Regions from separate parts of the Sus scrofa genome. Here all the other regions are linked to region 2. A link is a contact called in public Hi-C and HiChIP or PLAC-seq data. All regions are on one chromosome and are shown on one strand. The core of a region is the stretch at or near the end of the contact, and the rest is flanking DNA. Distances in the headings are between cores, read along the strand shown. Region 1 has its middle 24 kb from the start of WNT7B. Region 2 holds the start of LOC110260611. Region 3 has its middle 71 kb from the start of PPARA.

Evidence for each region. Hi-C and Micro-C count contacts between places; a contact is called where the count stands out from the background. HiChIP or PLAC-seq counts read pairs in DNA pulled down with a chosen protein or histone mark.
Region 1: a contact with region 2 is called in an H3K27ac HiChIP or PLAC-seq map of skeletal muscle. The contact joins the enhancer-like site here to the promoter of LOC110260611 in region 2. A contact is called at or near these places in 15 of 47 Hi-C or Micro-C datasets (alveolar macrophages, blood, brain and 10 more) and 2 of 2 datasets of contacts at active chromatin or transcription factors (alveolar macrophages and skeletal muscle).
Region 3: a contact with region 2 is called in a Hi-C map of alveolar macrophages, with 2.1 times the contacts expected there. The contact joins the enhancer-like site here to the promoter of LOC110260611 in region 2. A contact is called at or near these places in 4 of 47 Hi-C or Micro-C datasets (alveolar macrophages, embryonic fibroblasts, fetal heart ventricle and 1 more) and 2 of 2 datasets of contacts at active chromatin or transcription factors (alveolar macrophages and skeletal muscle).

Annotation. Positions count from the first base shown.
Region 1 is chr5:3,495,391-3,499,150 of Sscrofa11.1, reverse strand. No RefSeq gene overlaps it. Among named protein-coding and RNA genes, the nearest start is that of WNT7B, 24 kb to the left of the region's middle. Within about 2 kb of position 1,695, at least 46 of the 83 cell types and tissues checked have an H3K27ac peak or open chromatin away from gene starts, as enhancers often do. A contact at or near this core is called in alveolar macrophages, brain, fetal skeletal muscle and 6 more, where this site is marked.
Region 2 is chr5:3,432,927-3,436,385 of Sscrofa11.1, reverse strand. LOC110260611 reads left to right here and starts at 1,472. Exons shown (of 8, transcript XM_021091381.1): 1 at 1,472-1,590; 2 at 2,179-2,277. The coding sequence starts at 2,246.
Region 3 is chr5:3,390,383-3,393,684 of Sscrofa11.1, reverse strand. No RefSeq gene overlaps it. Among named protein-coding and RNA genes, the nearest start is that of PPARA, 71 kb to the right of the region's middle. Within about 2 kb of position 1,639, at least 49 of the 83 cell types and tissues checked have an H3K27ac peak or open chromatin away from gene starts, as enhancers often do. A contact at or near this core is called in alveolar macrophages and embryonic fibroblasts, where this site is marked.

The DNA of each region.
Region 1 (3,760 bases), core at 446-2,945, 63 kb before region 2:
TCCTGTTCCTGTGCAAAACTTGGGGAGATGGGGCGGCAGGGGTGGGGGCTTGGGAGATGCCACCTGTCCTCTGTCCCCACTGTGCCCCTGGGACTCCGTTCCACAGACATGGGGCCTGAAGGGAACCCCCTGGATCCCGACTCTGGTCCCACCCATACTGGGCCTGGTCGAGCCCTTCCTCGACCCGGGCCTCAGCTTCCCCAGGGGCCAGAGTTGACTCTTGGGCTCAGTGGATGATGGCTCTTCCCACCCTGAAACCATCTGGCTCTGCTGGGTCCCTGTCTTGTGCCCAGCCTGGCGCCAGCATCATGCTCACTGTCACGGGGTCCAGGCAGGGCCCGGGGACCGGGGGTGGGCAGGCCTGGAACCTGGCTGAAGACCCCAATAAGGATGTTAGACGTTATCAGGCAGAGGGGCGCCCCCGTGAGCAAGGCCCTGCAGAGAGGGGGCCCCCAGCACCGTCTTAGCTGCTCACCCATCAGCCCTCCCAGCTCCCATCCTGATGATGCTCTCAGAAAGGTGGGCCTTAAAAAAAAGAAAAAAATTGAAAGGCATTCCGTCACGGCGCAGTGAAAACAATCTCAGGTTGCAGGTTGCAGGTTGCAGGTTCGATCCCTGTCCTTGCTCTGTGGGTTAAGGATCCGGCATTGCCGTGAGCTGTAGTGTAGGTCGCAGATGAGGCTCAGATCCTGCATTGCTGCGGCCATGGTGTAGGCTGGCAGCTGAAGCTCAGATTCAACCCCTAGCCTGGGAACCTCCATATGCGGCAGGTGCGGCCCTAAAAAGCTTTAAAAAAGAAAGAAAGAAAGAAAGAAAGAAAGAAAGAAAGAAAGAAAGAAAGAAAGAAAGAAAGAAAGAAAGAAAGAAAGAAATGCGGGCCTTACAGAGCCCACCGCTACAGCCACCATGTGGCCTCAGGCAGGTTTCTGGACCTCTCTGAGCGCATCTCCCTCCCCCACGAAAGCCCTGGGTGACCAGGACAGGCCTGGGGGAGGGGCGTGCAGCCCCTGGGCTGAGAGCTGACCCTGGGTGGGGACTCAGTGAGTGCAGAGCCTGGCCCTGAAGGCTAAAAGCCAGAGCAGATGGTGCTGATGGCTCTGGGGACTCCAGGTGTGGTTGTGGGACGTGTCTCCCCTTGGCCCCCAAGGCTGGAGGCCTCAGGATGGTGGCACCACCACACTCCTGGCCCTGCACCCGGAGCCCCGGGAGAGTGTCCCAGACACACACCTTCCTGTTCCCATGACCCGGGCCCTTCTCTTCCTCTATCAGGGCATCCCACCCCCATAGAACAGTGAGCCCAGCCTCCCCTCCCCTCCCCCCTCCCCCAGCCTCAAGGCCCCGTGGCTGCTGATTGGGCTTTTCCACTCCAGGTGTCCGATGGCAAACATCACCAGCCACAGGGCCCACCCATCGGGCCCACTGACTCCCAGAACCTTAGAGTCTCCATCTGCAAAGGGGACTCTTAAAAAAGCCGGGTCCATGGGAAAATAGGAAGAATCAGTGAAATAACCGAGGTGGTTGATAACACAGGTGATGCTCTTAGCAGGGCTCCGAGTGAGGGCACATGTGTCTCTGTGGGCGTGCCAGCTTGTGGGTACCCACATTTGTGGGTGTCCCTGGGTCTGTCCGTGCCTGGCCCCACAGTGCCAGGGATTTGGGGATTGGGCCGCCATGTGTCCCTTCAGCCACCAGAGGGCAGCAGAGGGGAGCAGTTCCAACCCGGGGAGCTGGAGGTGGCCCTCCCAGCGCAGGGGCTGGTGCTTTGTGCAGGGAAAGCGGGTGGGAGCCCTAGGAGGCCCAGCTGGGTCACTCGGGGCCAGCAGAGGAGTCTGGGCTAGGATCCTGGCCCGGCGGCTAACTCCCGCACGACCCGGGCCTGCCAGGCCTTCCTCTGTGCATGGGGCGCTGCCCTGCCGTCTCTGGGTCTCTTCCAACCCGAAATTCAAGGCGAGGCCCAGAGAGAGGCTTGCCCCACACAGCTGCGGTCCTGGTCCTGGGCCGTCAGGCCTGGGGGGCTCCCGGCGGCCTGCTGAGCCCCACCCCCCACCGCCTCCCGTCTGCAGATGGGGAAATGGAGGCCCAGCCAGGAGCCAGCAGACAGGAGCCAGCCGGGCCTGCAGAAGCCAAGGCCTGCCCTGCTCCCTGGGCACAACCACCAGCATCCCGTGGCCTCCTACCGGGCCCAACCTCTGAGGACGTGACCCTTCTCTGGCTCCCAGGTCCCAGGGAGGACGCGATGAGGCCTCGTGGGGCTGCTGTGCCAGGGCAATTTCACACCTTAGTGCCTTCCGCCCCCTGGGAGGTCCCAGGGCTGCTGGGTCCTGCTGGCTCCTGTGGCCTCTGCCACCCAGCAGCGCAGGGCCGTGGGGAGGGAGGTGAGTCGCTCCTTGGGCCACTTCCCTGCTCTGTTCCCATCTCTCTCTGGCTCCCCCTGGGCAGGTTCCACCTGCAGGGGAGCCTGATGAGAGCCCCCAGGAAGGGAGAGGTGCCAGGCTTTCTAGGGAAGGGGGCCCCGGCCTCGCAGGGAGCCAGAGGCGGCCTGAGGGGGTCGCAGGCGGACAGCCCTAGCCACCCTGTGCTCCGCAGCCGCCAGCCTGGCGTTTCCGTCTGGCCCCGGCACAGGAAGGCGGGCGGCCTCGAGCTCTCAGCTCTGTGGCCGGAAAAGATTCGTGTTCCAGGAATAAGCAGCTTGGCAGGTCGGAGCGAGCAAGCAGAGCGGTTCCCGGAGCCGACGGCCCTGCGGGGCCTCCCTCGCGGCCCAGCATCCACTCCCACCCGGCCCTGGGCCCAGGGATTCAGGCTCAGAGTGAGGATGCGGCCAAGGCTGGGTCTGGGGGCCACACGGTCGGGGCCAGGAGATGGGCGGATGCCTGAGGTCCCCCCTGGTGCCCCAGAGCGAGCTGCCAAGCTCCCGGGCCCGGCGTCCTCTCCCTGCTTGGCAGCTCAGGGCGGGCAGGCCCGGAGGCCGCGAGCAGCCACCTTCCAGGCGAACTGGGGCCAGGCCAGCAGCGTTTCCCGTGGCCTCCTCCCTCGCTCCAAGCGGCATTACCTCATCGGGAAGCCATTCCGGAAAGAGCTGCAGAGCCCCTGGGAGTGGGAGTGGAAGGAGATTTCCAAGGGCCCCCCTGGCAGCCTCCCGCCCGTGCCAGAGCAGGGCAGGCATCACGCCTCCGGGTGTCTGCCTGCCGAGCGACCCCTGGGAGGGCAGCTGGCTTTTGTCAGCTTTTCGGGGAGACCGGGCTAGGCTGGAGCAGGCAGGCAGCAGGGCATGGGCCCTGGCCGGCTGGCTCCCCAGCGACCAGAGGATGGCTTTTGAGAGCCAGATCCGAACGGCTGGCCGGGCCCGGGCTAGAAGCAGAAGCCAAGGCCTCTCCATTTCCGGGCCTCAGTTTCCCTCCAGCCCAGCACCCCTCCCCTTCCTGCGGCCACTGGGAGAACGGGGCATGAGTGGGCATGTGAGCATGCTCCCTGCTACCCGCTGATCTCAACCAGAGGCCTGGCTGCCTGCAGCTGGCTCTGATTGGGCCTTTCTGGGCCATGTGGTCAGAACCGAGGGGGGTGGGGGAGGGCGAGGGCAGTGGGGTGCTGGGGACAGAGGGAAGGGCTTCCTGCCCCACCTGAGGCAGGTCCCAAGGGATGGGGGTGTGGGGCAGACCACAGGAGCCCCCGGCCCTGCTCTGAGCCCTCCCACCCAGCCAAGATCCCAGAGAAACCTCTCAGAGCCTGTTTTCTCACCTGTGAAATGGGCTGACCATGTCTG
Region 2 (3,459 bases), core at 223-2,722:
GCCGGGGCCGGGCCGTGCGGGCTGCAGGGCGCGAAGCAGAAGGCTGATGAGTCCCCGCGGCGCGGTGCCCCCTGCCCGGCGCGGGCAAGCTGGCGGGACCGCGCGGGCGGGGGAGCGCCTGGGGCGGCGTGCCCGCGGGGGCGCGCACGCGGGGCTGCGGGGCGAGGCGCGGGGCCCGGGCGGCGAATCCGCTGCTCGCGCCTCCCGCCCCGCCCGCGCGCGCCCGCCCCGGGAGGAGGGTGCGCGGCGGAGGCGCGGGGGGGGGGGGGAGTCGAGGAGGGGCCGCGCCCGGTCCTCGCCCGCAGCGGGCACCGCCGGGGGCCCCGGGAGGCCTTGTTGGTATTCCGGGCACAGCAGAAGCCCTGACCTCCCCGCGGAACAGGGGCGCCCGGGAGCGCGGCGCGGCCGCCGCCCCCGGGCGGTCTCCCCGGACTGCGGGGCCGTAGGCGCCTTGCTCCCCCTCCTCCCTGTCCCCTCCTCTCCAGGTCCCCCGTACCCCCTCCCCCGGCCTGATCCGGCGGCGAAGGGGTGGGCAGGGAAACGCGCTCTCTGGGACAGGTGCCAACTCCGAGACAAAAGACATAAAATAGGCGGCAACGGGGGAAGCGCGGCCGGCGCGCTCGGGCGGGGACGGAGGCGCCGCGGGGGCCGCATCCTCGGTGCCGACCGGGGAAAGTTTGGGAAGTCGCCGCGGCGGCTTCGCAGCGGCGGGGGACACGCGGGCCGGGCCGCCCTCCGCGCCGCGCTCGCCCTCTCCGCGCCGCTGCTGAATAATTCATGGCGCGGCCGCCGGCCATTAGCATGCACCGGGCGCGCGGCGCGTCTGTGCCCAGCCGTCGCCGCCGCATTCGGCGCCCCGGCCGCGCTAGACGAGCGGCCGCGCAGAGGCCGGGCCCGCGCCGTCCCCGCGCTCGCCCGCCCGTCCGCCCGTCCGCCCACCCGGCGGCTCCCATTGTGCCCCAGGCCCGCGCCGCTCCGCCGTCCTGTGACCGCCTGCGCCCCGCAGCGCGCCCGACGGCCGGCCGCTGGAAGTTCGGGCCCGCGGCGCACGCCCTGCCGCCCCGGGATGCACGTGAACTTGGAGAAAGTCTCGGGGCGCGCCGGCGCAGACCTCCGCGGCAGGGCGTGGGCGCCCCTGGCCCCGCGCGCTTTCGTTTTCGTCTGGGACAAAGGTCCCTCGCGGCGCAGGTCGCGGACGTGGAGGCAGTGCCCTGCGGGCCACTCAGCGGGGAGGTCCGGTCGTTCAGTCAAGGGAAGCCGGAGCCTGGAGAAGACGAGCCGCGCGGTCGGAGGCGCGGTGCGGGACCAGGACAGTGGGGCCTGGCCGTGCGCTTCGCCCTGGCGGTCCAGGAGCTGTCTCGCCCTCCGAAGAGTTACGGGAGGTGGCACTGCTTTTGCTCTCTGCCCTTTCGACACGTGAAGGAGAGAATCATTCGGAACCCAGGACTCAGACCGGTGGCCGAGGGCCTGTGCAGCCGCGAGCACGACAGCGCAGCGCTGGCCGCGTCCGCGCGCGTTCCTCCGACAAGGGCAGAGCAGTCGACCAGCGCGCCCCAGTCTCGATCGGGTTCAAGGCGACTCTTGAGGACGGTAAGTGCATTTCTCACTTTCGCTACTTAGTGAATATTTAAATATTAATGACGGGATTTCTAAGAGGAGCCCTTCTGTAGGGCAGGCCTTCCACAGACCAGGGGACCGGGGAAGGAGGCTGTTCTTGAACCTGAAGCCACACCAGCTTGCAGGAACTCCATGGCCGGCCTTACAATTGTGGAACTTGGAATTTGGGGAATAACGGCTTCCAGTCTCAGGTGTGCAGACCATTTGCCAGAGAGAATTTTGTTGAACATGGAAGAGAGCCTTAGCAGGCGCCCGAGTGGAAGAGAAGGAAACCAGAAGACGTCTGTTTTGAGATTAGATGGGCTGGGAAGGGGTATTCGGAAGCTACCATCCTTCCTTGAAAAATTGAAATCTTGCATTCACTTCCTAAACCAGCAGTGCTGCTTTTTTTTTTTTTTCTTGCTGGTCAGGCGTTTATGGAGAGCTGGCTTCGGGCAGCCCTGGGTCCAGCTTCGGCCTTTCGGGCTGGTGGCATAAAGCTCCGAATGTGGAAGCGGTTGTTTATGGTGGCATAAAATGAAAGACATCTCATAACTTTTCATAATAAATTCCCCTTTATAGGTGGCTGACACACGGGCCCAGCCGGCAGCCCTGGGGAATTTGTGGGGAGCAAGAAAGGGGTGAAGGAATGCACGTTTGCCGTAATTACAGGGTTTTAAGGTAACACTGAAATTAATTTCTTCAAAGTTGGGTTTCAGAGGCCATGGTGGTCTCTGTAGGCCAGCACTGTGTTCGTTTTATTTTAGTTCGTTGGTTCTAGTTATTGGGGATTTTAAAATGCATGTTTGAACCTGCGTGTACCTGTCCTGTTAAAATGAAACCCGTAACAGGAGGGGATTAAGCCCGCTTTTTAATATGACCGTCTCGCAGGTGTGATTTCCCCTTTCCGCTCCCTCATCGTATTGATGTGGTTTGGATAACCTTGCTGCGTGCTTTGACCACAAAATAATGGGGAGGGGAGCCTGTTTCCATAACACCCCAGAGCTGTGAGCTGGCACTTGGAGGCTGTGTTTCCGGGAACGTGGACAGAGGCCCGAGTCGCCCAGGCCTGCCTCAAGCCTCCCTTTCCCCGGGTTTCCAGATCTGGGGCCAGAAGCCAGAGGAAGCAGGAGACCATTCCGATGAGGTCTTTGCCCACCGGCCCCCACCCGGAGGCTCAAAGTTGGCTTCCTCCGGTCATGCGTTCCTCGCCGTATTTTTTGCGAGGCCATCACACACACGCACACCCCCCCCCTCCCCTGTCCCCCGTTTGGGATTTGTAGTTATGACTTTATCAGAGGCAGTGAGCAGACATGAAACCCCCGGGGTGGGACATTCAGGAGTGATCTCGGAAGCGGGGGCGCAGCTGCCGAAGGGGCGCCGCTCCAGCCGGGAGCCGCTGCTTGCCGTGGCATCGGCCGTGACGGGGTGAGTCATTTTCAAAAGCCCAAGTTCCGCCAGGGCCTTGCCTGTAAAATGCAGGAGACGTTTTCCCGGGTCCACAGGTGACCTGTGACGTATGGCACCACAGGCAGGGATGGTGTGGCATCCTGCTCAGACTGGTGGAGCTCCCCACGATTCACCCCGAAACAAGGGGCATGGCTTACACCCTCTCCACGGGCCTACCGGCCAGACACTGGGAGCTGGGAAAGGCCTGAGCATCCGAGGAGGCCTTCCCCACCCCCAGGGCCACTTAGCGGGGGCTGCTATTTGCCACGGCTCCGGAGGCCCCTCTCCTGCCCCCCCCCCGCCCCCCGTGCCCTGCCCCACCGGGTCTGTGATGGCGCTGAGCGTCCACTGCAAACAGTGGAGCTGGCCGCACCGAGAGAGGCCCTGCCTTGGCACCAGGCTGCCCTGTCCTGC
Region 3 (3,302 bases), core at 390-2,889, 43 kb after region 2:
CATTTAGACACTACAGCCTGGAGCCAAGCCAGGGCCCAACTGGCCACATGAGCGCGAGTGATGGAACCGTCACCCAGGTCTAGGACTCAGGTTGAGGTGGCAAAGGCCCAGCATCTCTGGGGGCCCTCACAGGGCACTGCCAGCCTGTCTATCAGCACGGTGGGCACAGAGCCAGGGCCCACATACCATTAGGGGCCCACAAAACACTTTAAAGTCCTTTCAAACTCTGAAGGAAAAAAGAATACAATATTAAATATATGTGACACACAATATACAATATGTATAGCAATGTATATAATAACACACACAACAGAACATATGGTACCTATAACAATGAACCCGGCTTGCATTATATTCACCTTTACACCACCCAGTCATAAAGCACGTTCTGTAAGGTGTTTTATGGAGGAAGCACCGGGAAGGCAGAGTGCCCCACCCCACCCTGTTGGCCCTGGCCCCACCTGTCAGAGTGACGGCTGCCCTGTTGCCCTGAGAGGGTGAGCGCCTCCTTCAGTTCCGTGTCCTGGGCGCCTCACTGGCGCTGGGCCCAGCCCTGCTGTCATCCCTCTAGTTCCCCCTCTTCCTGGCCAGCCAGAAGGGGGCCTGGACCACCGCCAGCTGGGCGGCCCCTGCCATCAGGCTGTGCCTTTCCCAACAGCGACACCGTGTGGCAGCAGGAGGCAGTGGCAGCCGGGAGCGGTGGGCCGCCAAGCCCTGCCTAGAGCGGTCCGCTGGCCTGGACCCAAGGCCTTGGAAAGGGATGACTCTTCCTGGACCAGAAGCCTTGGGTTCAGCAGGTGGGACCGGGCAGGAGCGAGTGGAACCCCTTCTCAGCGGCTGGGGATGTGCCCAGAGTGGGGGGGCAGGTGGGGGGTGGCAGGGCCAGGAGCAAGGAAGGCCCTGTCTGCAGGGGTCACCGGAGGGAGGCCCAGGACCCCCAATGCCCGGGGGCCAGCCAGAGGGCCCACCACCAGGGGGGTCTGAGGCTCCCGGCCGGGCTCAGCAGGGGCCCTTGTGGGAGCTGGGGACTGGGGGAGCTGCCCAGCAGGTGGTCTGTGGTCACCCCCAGAGGGAGGCATCCTCCAGGAGCCCATGTGCCCCAGCCCGGGGGAGGCTGAGGGTAGGGAGGCCAGCATCCAGTAGGTCCCCTGACCCACAGATATTCGCCCCAGCAGCCGTGAGACGCTGGGGAGGGGTCAGGGTGCCCCAGAAGGAACCCAGGAACAGGAGACCACCGGGCGGAAGGCCCCGGCTCAGCCACACACCAGCAGTGTGACCTCAGGGAAACCCCTGGCCCTTTCTGAGCCCAACTCCTTGCCCAGGCCGAGGACAAGAAGACTGGCCCTTGCAGGGAATGTCGGGTCCGAGGCCCACAAACACGGGCCAGGCGGGCCGCGCAGGCAGACTCGGCGAGATGAGGAGCCAGCGCGGCTCCAAGGCGCCGCGTTCATGACCTTGCCTGGGGCCTCGGTTGAGCTGTCCTAACCCTCCAGCCAAAGGAAACTGCGACGCCCCCGCGGCGGAACGAGGGCTTCTTTGGTCCTTGTAACCAGAGCGAGCGCCGGCGCGTCGGGCAGTAGGTGCGCCGGGGCTGGGCGGGTCTCAGGAGGCCGCGTGCTCCGATTGGATGCTCTCGGGGAGGGGCGTGGCCTACGACGGGCGACTTAATAAACTCCGAGCGCAGCGGGGGAGCCTGGAGCCCGCGTGGGCCGTGACTCACGGGGGAATTGGCGGTCGGTCCCTCCTGTGGCCGGGAAGGCGGAGGGAGGTTTGAACATTTTTGCGGCCGGGGCGATATCCATGCTGTCATCTGGGTGCCGCGGTTGCTGAGGGGTGCTGGTGCTGTGAAACCTTTCGCGTCCAGGGAGGACGCTCAGGCCCGGCTGATGCTCCAGGCCGCTGGGGCTGCCAGGGCTGCTTGGTCTTTCGGCCCCGCGCCCCCCGCCCCACCAACTCCCGTGTTCCTTATCTGCCCTGGCGTGGTCCATTACCCCCCGCAGGCTCTGAGCTCCAGGGACGTGTACTCTTTCCTCAGTGTCCCCAGCACCTAGCCCGATGCCTCGTGCCCACTGGGAGTTCCCCTTGTGGCTCAGGGGTAAGGAACCCGACTAGGATCTGTGAAGATGTGGATTCAATCCCTGACCTTGCTCAGTGGGTCTGGGATCCGGCATTGTGGCAACCTGCAGTGTGGGTCACAGAGGCAGCTGGGATCCAGCATTGCTGTGGCTGCAGTATAGGCCAGCAGCTGCGGTGTAGGCCTGCAGCTGCGCCTCCGATTTGACCCCTAGCCTGGGAATTTCATATGCTGTGGGTGCAGCCCTAAAAATGCAAATAATAAAAAAAATAATAAATGCCCACTAAATGTGCAATTAGAGGGAGCACAGACTCTGGTGTGGTGGCCCAGAGCCATGCGGAAACTGGCAGGTGAGGCCCTGTGAGGCTGGCGGCCGGTACCTGGGAACCCTAAGGACCCAGGCTGAGGAGGGGGTGACTGTTCCCTGAAAAGGCCATGAGATGCACGTGGACTCAGAGGTCCCCCTGGATGAATTTGACCAGAGCTGCTGCCCACAGTGTCCTCTTTGGAGTCATGCTGTGGTGAGCCCATTAAAGGCTCTGACAAGCCTTTAATGTTCAAACCTAAGGAGACTTCTTTGACTTAATTTAACTCAGTTTCCCAGATAGGCCTGGGCAAGTCACACCAGTGGCTTTCCCACAGGACTGGAGCATGGCCCAGCCACTCTGCGTTTGCCCAAGGTCCCTCTGGCTGCCATGAGAGGAGAGGGCCTTGTGTAAGTGGAGGGACCTGAGAGGTGGTGGCCACTGGGCTCGGGCCAAAGCAGATGTGCCTGGACCACGGTAGTGGGTAACTCAGGAGGGCCCTGAAGTGTGCAGGTTCGAGAAACACTGGGAAGTGACACCAAAGGCATCTGGGCATTGACTCAGGCAGAGATGGGGGGTGGAAGAGGAGGCCCAGCTGCCCGGGCTGATGAGTGGACAGCTACTGAAACAGGGGTCAGGCCTAACCCTAAGAGCCCCGAGCAGGTGAGGTCTGGGCCATGCCTCTAGGAGCTGACCTTAGGGCCTCTTAGGGGTGGGAGGCCCACCTGCAGGAAGCCAGGCCTGTGTCCCCACCCTTCCTACACCCCCTTGCCCAGGGGCACTCAAGAGAGACCCTGGGCATCCCTGGACCTCAGGGTCAGGCACTCCTCACACCCTGCCCCATGGGAATCAGGCCTGGCTGGGTAGCAGTTGAGGGAACCATGGGGCGCCCAGGTCCCTAGGCCCAGCTGGGTCCCAGGAGA